3 separate regions of the Mus musculus genome follow, and regions 2 and 3 are each linked to region 1. The links are chromatin contacts, called in public HiChIP or PLAC-seq maps. All regions are on one chromosome and are shown on one strand. The core of a region is the stretch at or near the end of the contact, and the rest is flanking DNA. Distances in the headings are between cores, read along the strand shown.

What was found. HiChIP or PLAC-seq counts read pairs in DNA pulled down with a chosen protein or histone mark.
Region 2: a contact with region 1 is called in an H3K4me3 HiChIP or PLAC-seq map of fetal liver, with 5 times the contacts expected there. The contact joins two enhancer-like sites. A contact is called at or near these places in 1 of 15 datasets of contacts at CTCF or cohesin (pro-B cells), 1 of 484 Hi-C or Micro-C datasets (embryonic stem cells), 17 of 115 datasets of contacts at active chromatin or transcription factors (the 230-238 cell line, acute myeloid leukemia, bone marrow-derived macrophages and 11 more) and 3 of 9 other capture datasets (bone marrow-derived macrophages, liver and pancreatic islet).
Region 3: a contact with region 1 is called in an H3K4me3 HiChIP or PLAC-seq map of pro-B cells, with 3 times the contacts expected there. The contact joins two enhancer-like sites. A contact is called at or near these places in 1 of 15 datasets of contacts at CTCF or cohesin (pro-B cells), 2 of 484 Hi-C or Micro-C datasets (bone marrow-derived macrophages and embryonic stem cells), 15 of 115 datasets of contacts at active chromatin or transcription factors (the 230-238 cell line, T-cell acute lymphoblastic leukemia, acute myeloid leukemia and 11 more) and 3 of 9 other capture datasets (adipose tissue, bone marrow-derived macrophages and embryonic trunk).

The regions. Positions count from the first base shown.
Region 1 is chr1:39,733,383-39,736,082 of GRCm38.p6, reverse strand. No RefSeq gene overlaps it. Among named protein-coding and RNA genes, the nearest start is that of Rfx8, 14 kb to the right of the region's middle. Within about 2 kb of position 1,317, at least 84 of the 459 cell types and tissues checked have an H3K27ac peak or open chromatin away from gene starts, as enhancers often do. A contact at or near this core is called in T-cell acute lymphoblastic leukemia, bone marrow-derived macrophages, liver and 2 more, where this site is marked.
Region 2 is chr1:39,922,165-39,924,864 of GRCm38.p6, reverse strand. The region is part of intron 2 of Map4k4 (mitogen-activated protein kinase kinase kinase kinase 4); the gene reads right to left. Among named protein-coding and RNA genes, the nearest start is that of Map4k4, 23 kb to the right of the region's middle. Within about 2 kb of position 1,269, at least 160 of the 459 cell types and tissues checked have an H3K27ac peak or open chromatin away from gene starts, as enhancers often do. A contact at or near this core is called in bone marrow-derived macrophages, liver, memory CD8 T cells and 1 more, where this site is marked.
Region 3 is chr1:39,943,230-39,946,014 of GRCm38.p6, reverse strand. All of the region lies in intron 2 of Map4k4 (mitogen-activated protein kinase kinase kinase kinase 4), which reads right to left. Among named protein-coding and RNA genes, the nearest start is that of Map4k4, 44 kb to the right of the region's middle. RefSeq lists an enhancer at 1-405. Within about 2 kb of position 1,489, at least 107 of the 459 cell types and tissues checked have an H3K27ac peak or open chromatin away from gene starts, as enhancers often do. A contact at or near this core is called in T-cell acute lymphoblastic leukemia, bone marrow-derived macrophages and pro-B cells, where this site is marked.

The sequences.
Region 1 (2,700 bases), core at 68-2,567:
TTTCTTCCTCACAGAGGAAATCAAACGCAAAGGCCCCTGCATGCCTGGCAGAGCCAACAAAGTCAGGAAGTTCAAGTGACAAGTGTCAGCTCCTGGTGGCTCCAAACAAAAGCACCACCCCCACCCTGAGAAACTGAAGCTTCAATGTTACAGCAAAAGGCACACACACACACACACACACAAACCAACGGTGCCTTAAAAACACACAGCTTTTGGTTCTACCACCTCTGGGTAGAAGACTTTTTTCCTCAGCCATGCTATGGAACCTTACTTGGCCCACACGGACACATGCTGGATATCAGTATATATCTGGATGACCACCAGACTAGTCCTTGTCACTCTGGCAAAGAGTGAAGCACAGGGTGTGTGTTAGAGTCTTATCTGTGCAATGCTGACACACATGAGCCACAGGCAGGGCAAGGCTGAAACTGGGAGCCCCTTGGGAGGGCTTTCAGCACAAAGGCAGATTAGCTGAAGCAGTGTGGACACCAGTAAACCAGGAGAAAGAGAAGTGGACTGGGCGCAAAGGGAAGTTTATGTAAAGGACAGAACCTGTGTATGTGATCCCAGACTTAGTTACCATTGAAATGATGACAATGATACATTGTGAGCAAACTGCTTACATTCACAGGGATCCCATTTATAAAACAATAGATACATCCAAGCCCAGGGGCATGGGTGTGCATACCTATAATCATGTCACTGAAGGCTGGGGCAGAGGACTTTGAGTTTGAGGTCAGCCTGGGCTACAAAGTTAGAACCTGTCCAACAATAAATAAATAAATAGATAGATAGGTAGATAGATAGATAGATAGACAGACAGATAGATAGATAGATAGATAAAATACTTATTCCATAGACTAGTAGACATGAAAGTTTTTTTTTAACAAGTTTCTGTTTGTCTTGGGGCTAAGGATGGGACCAGGTCTCCACGTGGGTGCTCTGCAGTGGGGGAGGAGGACAGGCATCCCAGCCTTAGTACTAGATGGGTGCTTTGAGCCACCGTGACAGGGTGACATCACGGAGCACTTCAGTCAGGTTTTACGTTAGTTTCACTCTGATCTTCATCACCCCAACCCTAGGAATATGAGAGATGGAAAGTGTGGAATAGAGAAGAATGGAGACGGAAAGAGTGGGCACACAGAACTCCAGCCTCCCGAGCCTCTGAGGGGCCACTGAGGAAAGCCTGCCTGGACAGTGGGAAGAGGTGAGGTCCTTGCCGGGGCTACAAGAGGGTGACAAGGCAGAGAGGTTGGTCCGTTGCGTGCTGAGTGGAGGTGTAAAATGTCTTTAAATGCAGCCTGCGATTCAGCCCGAGCAGGTGGGACCCACTGCAAAGTTATCATCTTACTCTGAATCAAAAGGCCCAATAAACGTCCAGGAGCAGAAAAATCCCGTGCCAAGAGTGTTGGAACTTCTGGGCATTCTTCAGTCCACCGAAATGCGAGTTCCTGTGCGAGCTGAGAGGAAAACCAGAGGATGTGTATGTGTGTGATTGTGACTCAGGATGCGAGGCAGGAAGCGAGGCCCGAAAGAAACCACTGCAGCCATCTGTTTCCTAGCCCGCTCGGGACAAACGAATATTTATCTCTGTGTGGGCACCGTCTGCCACAAGTGGGGAGGGCAAATGTCACTAACACTTCTCAGACACAGGTGGCTGAAGGCCCTTGGAGGTGGCATCCATTTCTGATTCCAGCCCCAAAGCGTTCTGCATCCTATCTACTAGGATTGGGAAGGTTAACTTGTGTTTCATTTCCCCTGAACATCCTTGAGCACGTTGGTTAGATCGGCGAGTGTGGAGGGCAACTGTGACTCACAGATCAAGTCCCAACACCCTCCAGAGTGGGTAAGAAACACAGGACGAACTGTAGGGAGGTGACAGACATACACGGGCACCGTCCCAGGCAGTTTCCGACTGTATGATCTCTTCCAAGGCTTTGTCGTCTTCATTAAGCCCTTGTGCTTTGGAGTAATGGTTGCTCCGGTGACGGCCATGGCCACACGGGACTGGGCGTGACTGGACCTCAGCCCCCACCTTCCTCTCATCTCAGATGTATCCCTGTGGTGTTCCGGCCCCTGTGGTCCAGGTGTTCCCTGTAGGATCCCTGTGGTTTGGGCACATGACCTCTCAGGTCTCTAGCTATTATCCAATATAGTCTATTTTGGAGGCATGTTGGGAGTAGCCATATTTTATTTTTGCTTATCTATGAAGCATGGCAGTTATCATAGGTGCATAAGCAGACACTGCAACCTGCCTTTACTGGGGTCTCCAAGCCCCAGCATAAAACTGGACACAGGGGTTTCCTGGATATTTGCTGTGTGAATGAATAACTGAGTGCCGCCCTTACTCTGGTTGGTTTTGTGGGTCAACTTGAAACAAGCTAGAGTCATCAGAGAAGAAGGAGCTTCATTTGAGGAAATGCCTCCATGAGATCCAACTGTAAGGCCTTTTCTCAGTTAGTGATCAATAGGGGTCGGGGGAAGCTCAGCCCATTGTGTGTGGTGCCATCCCTGGGCTGGTGGTCCCAAGTTCTATAAGAAAGTAGGCTAAGCAAGCTTTGCAGAGCAAGCCAGTAAGCAGCACCCCTCCATGGCTTCTGCATCAGCTCCTGCCTCTGTATTCCAGCCCTGCAGGAGTTCCTGTCCTGACTTCCTCCAGTGAGGACTGTGATCTGGAAGTGTGAGCTGAATTAACCCTTT
Region 2 (2,700 bases), core at 20-2,519, 190 kb before region 1:
CGTGGTTTGCTCACAGGAAGACAGCCTTGGAGTCTCCTCCAAGTGGAGTTACAGATGGTTTGGAGTCATACCTGGGGGTGGTAGGAACAGAACGCAGGCACCAGGCATACACATGATATACATACATACATGCAGACAGACACTCACATAAAATAAATTCTTAAAAAAACCAAAGAAGCCAGGCAGTGGTGGCACATGCTTTTAATCCCACCACTTGGGAGGCAGAGGCAGGTAGATTTCTGAGTTCAAGGCCAGCCTGGTCTACAGAGAGTTCAGGGACAGACAGCTACATAGAGAAACTCTGTCTTGAAAAACTCAAAATAAATAAATAAATAAATAAATTGAAACAAAAAAAAACCAAACAAACAAAAAAAAAAACACCAAAGAAATTAAAGCCTAAAAATTAAAACTGATTTTAAAAATTAACACTTATTAGCGTGCCTACAGTTAAAATAATAAGAATAAAAATTTTTAAGAGAGGTTGCAGCTAGGAAGGACATGCAGGACAGAGCCACATCCTTAAGATGACCAAGGGGAAACTCAGCAAACTCTAGACCCGAAGCCACTTTGTCACAGGACAGCCCCGTGACTAGCTGAAACTCAGCTGTATCTTCTATTTCTTGCAGTCAAGACTATCTTACCCACAACAACATTAAACAAACATGAAACAATCTTGGCAAAAATCACTGAAGTGACTGCAAGAATTTTTAGTTAGTCAACAACTTTGAGAATTTTTAGAAAGGAATGTATCTTCAAATAGCTTAGCAGTTTTTCTCTTTACTTCAAACCACTAGTTTGGAAACTCCGGAAAGTAATTTACTTCAGATAAAGCTATCAGTGGGAAGACAAAGATAGTTCAATCAGAGGGGGAGGGGCGGCATTCACACTGGGGCGAGAGTCCCTCTGCCTCACAAGGTCTTAGGAATTTCTAAGAGGTGAGGGAAGCAGATTCTTATGCACCATTCCCCACAGACATGCAGATCTCTGCCATGCAGACCTTTGCAGGAACTAAGAGCGAATCTGCTTCTTCCTCAGTCTCCTTCTACTCCTCAGGCTCTTCCTGCCTCCCACCCACTTCTTCTGGCACCTGTATTCCCACAACCTGGTCTGAAGCTTCTCTGTCAATGGCACCTTTCCCTGACTGCTTTCCTAGATGCAAGAAAGAGCACGCGATCAAAACGGGGACGGGTGTGCATGAAAGTCTCGCTTCTACCTGCCCACCCTTGCTGACTCAGAGCACAGCTGTAGTCTGAAAGCTGTCACCGGATGGCTCTGCAGCTCTTCCACACCACAATGGCCTCTTGTGTCTCTACTAGGAACCCTCTACCCTGGGCCAACTCTGTCGCCCTCACTCGGAAGGCAGGCCTCCTGCTCATTCTCTCTCAAACACTGTTCCTTCTCTGCTAGATGTGCTCTAGCAACCAAAATGGGATCCCGAGTTTCAGCAACTGCTACCAGTGGTGGCAAGGAGGCAGCGGCATGACTCTGTACTCCCCGAGGGGGGGGGGGGGGGGAGACCCCCGACCTTGGTGAAACTGAGACCTGAGCAGCCATAAAGCCCCCTACCTGTGTACCCAAAGGTCAGATGTGGCCATCTCAACTATCCTGTCTCCACTAAGTCCTAGAAAACCTAGAACCCTCACTAAAAGCTACAATCTATTCACATCATCAGTTTGCGTGGCTTCACAAGACACTTCATCCTGCACACATGAGATACAATCTCAATCCAAATCTGGCACTGGATTAGGTCTGCTCCAATGAAACCCCTAGGCAGTCGCCTAGCCTGCAACACGCTGGGCAGACTTCAACAATCTGCATCCTCAGTATTCACGGTGTGGAAGTACTTTGACACCATGGAGGAAGAGTAGACCCACGAGTCCCAGGCCCCACCCAGACCTACTGAATCAGAGTCTACTGTAGCTGTAGCTGAGTTCCTTTTCAAAATGAGCATTATTTAGAGTGAGCCCAATCTGATTGTTCTCCTAGACAGCCAACGAGGAGCCTGCACACTGAAAGCTGGGTGTATTTGACTTCCTCTACAGAGCCGGGCTCTCATTTCCTGTTGAGCTAAGAAAAGCAAGTCTAGCTAGCATTGCCAGGCATGAATTGAGGCGCCTTAGCGAAAGCAAAGGTTCCAAGCCATTTGGGTCACTCTGCTATTGTCCTACCTCCTCATGCTCATCTGCAAATACTGTAATTAATGGTGACTAGACTTTTGCTAGAATGAAGATATTTTTATTAGATATTTTCTTTATTTACATTGCAAATGTTATCCCCTTTCCTAGTTTCCCCTCCAAAAATCCCCTATCCCCTCCCCCTGCTCCCCAACCCACCCACTCCCATTCCTGGCCCTGGCATTCCCCTATACTGGGTCATAGAACCTAGAATGAAGATATTTTTTAAAGGTCAGTACTATATCCCCCACCTCAATCCCCCAACATTCAATATCTTCTTTAACATTACTTTAAAAGAGAAAAAAAGGGAGGAGAAAACTAATGTGACCAAAAAAGACTATGGTGTTTTAAATGTTTGTCAACCCTATCATATACCACAACACTTCTAGTTAACTACCAGGTGACACAGCAGTTGCTGAGGGGTTGGAGCAGAGAGGAGGAGAGCCACTGTGCCAGCATGGACCCAATCCACGGCCTGATGATGATCATGAGAAAGCAAAATGACGTGGCAAGCCAGTAAGCTTGG
Region 3 (2,785 bases), core at 240-2,739, 210 kb before region 1:
GCATTATCGCCACAACCACAACACACAAAACATCTGATTTACCATGTTCCAAGACAATGAGTTCTACCATCAAATCCACTGTTACATGGCAGACTGTTTTTATAAAGTTTTATTTTCCCATTTAAAATACTCAATGATCTGCCGGGCAGTGGTGGTGCACACCTTTAATCCCATCACTTGGGAGGCAGAGGCAGGCGGATTTCTGAGTAACAAAAAAATAAAAAATAAAAATAAAAAATAAATACTCAATGATCGGTTACTAGAACTGTACATTTGATTTACTGAATTAAAATTCTGGAATGAATTTTACACTTTGATTTTTATTATTTGCAAACAACAGATCATTATGCTGTAGATATGACCTACTCCCTACAGTTTTTATTACTTGCTAGGATGGTGTTCTCACAGACACAGAAACATAGTTTATTTGCAATGTTTCTGAAACTTGTAACAAGTATTCTAGAACTGCCAAGTGAGGATGATCTAAAAATAGGTTAATAGGTCATTATTCCAAAAGCACTCACAAAATAATACCCACAGCAACGAGTTTCTGACGTCACTTAACTTCATGAACTACTGCTGAAGGTTCCTTAGGCCTAAGCTTTCCGCTCATGTACCTTCTATCTCAAAGCTACACACAAATCCTTGTGCAGTGCTCTCAACAACTGAGACCTCAGAAGCTAAGCAAGCCCTGCATCTGTGTTCTCCATGAAATAAAATACAAAACTCACTACCTATGGAGGTATGCCTACAGCTTCAACAACACCTGGATAAAGTCAGTGCTAACACCAAGCTGCAGGCCTAAGGGATAAACAAGGCAGCCCTGTGACAAAGAGGATCACAAAGCACAAAGGACAGGGGCGTGGGGTCCCTCCTGACACTAGCACTACAAATGCCACTCCCACCGACCTTTAACCACTGAAGGATAAGTACTGATTTCCCCAGCTACAAACAAGAACAGGCTGGTCTATATTGCGTCTCCTCAGTTTCCAGATGTGATGTCAGCTACAGCTTATATTTAGGCCTATAATGAAACCTCGCAGGAGGGTCTGAGAAGCAGCACTTAGGGTCTATGATTTATTTTAAGATCAGAGTCTTCATGACCTCCTGAGGCAAAGATGGGTCAAACACAAAGAGAGGGGCATCCGCTGTTCTCATGATGTACAGGCAGAAAGCTGGCACGCCTTTCTACTGAGCAGATGCTCACCTCATTGAGCATCCTCAGCAACAAAAGGAAACTCGACTCTCTATCCCTTACACACACACACACACACACACACACACACACACACACACACCACCTCACAGAACAAAACAAGGCGACAAACACCACCTCCCCAAGACCAGCAACACTGAGGGTATTGCTATACTCCACGTGCCCAGAAATGCAACAGCAGTGCAGAGCCACTGTTCCCCAGCTCTATGAATAAGGCTCACTAGGACAGCCACTTCACAGCACAGCCAAGTGAAGAGGAACTGTAGCACTGGCTGGGTTTACTTCCTGCCCCTAGGCAGTCAACTAGGAAAAAATGCTAACTGTCAGTTAAGATGTGTGTACATATGACTCAAAGCCCCAAAATGCTCACAATGCCAATATTTTCACTCCCAACAAAAATGGTGGGTTATATTTTAATATTCCTTTCTTACTGTACAGAACTAAGAGCAGGCACAGTCAAATCTTCAGTGACAGCTCATAATGAAAAGGCCAATGGCCAATGAGAAAGCAAAGGTGGATGTATGAATGCACAAGGTTCTGTCAAGTTCTCTCAGATAGTTCTCCTTCCTCAGAGAGTATCCCTCACAGTAGTAACTAACAGCTTATTAATAAAAACATCCTTAAAAGTACTTTAAGGGAAGTGGGCGATGTGGAAGAAACCGTGTTTACTGGCCACGAAGGTGGGAAACAAGGAAAGGATGAAATGCAGCCGACTTCCATTATCCCTTTTACCAAACTCAGAACTCAGATATGGCTAAGCCTTCCTGCTGCACAGCTACATGGCCAGCATTCCTGCAACAGGCAGTTCTTAATGCAAACACAAATGCCCGTATACACATTTTGTCCTGTGCAACACGGACCCCGATCCCAGAAGAAGCCAAACTCAGCTACTGACTGTAAGGATGAAGAATACACTAGGGACCAGAAGCCAGGTCTGGGAGACATGATGCCCTTCAGCTCCTCCAATAGTGTCCTAGGCCCACCCAACACTAGCTGTGCAGACTTTCCCTCCTGCAGAGTCCTAAAAATGGAAAATGGGAGGGTGGGAGACAAACAGTGAAGAAGACAGGACAGTCTTCTTGCCAGGCTGAAGCACTTACTTTTAGTCCCTAGTCCTGGCCATGTGAATTCAATCTTTATGACAGACAGAAAGCCTTTACTAGGAAACCTACAAGAAATCTTTTAGGAAATTTTAGGCCAGAATACAAGAATTTTTCACTCTACTTAAAAAATACATATATATCAAAACAAATTCCATTTTTAGAAAGCATTTGACAAAATCTTGTCACTTTGTTAATCAAGATTCACAAATCTAGCACAGGCAAATTCCTCATTAACTTTTCTAAGCTAATACAAGATGGGGGGGTGGGGGGGGGACTAGCTGTCCATACCCTCAACTACCTCAATAGGTTACTCTAAACAGATAAAAAAAAAAGTACATTTTACCCTGCTGCTCGCTCTTATGACAACACACAACTCGGTAGTTATTCTCTGTCAATGTCACTGTATTATGTGGCCTCTTCTGGGTTTCTTTCCAACCCTCTTGAAAATGAATAAAGTAAGAGGCTC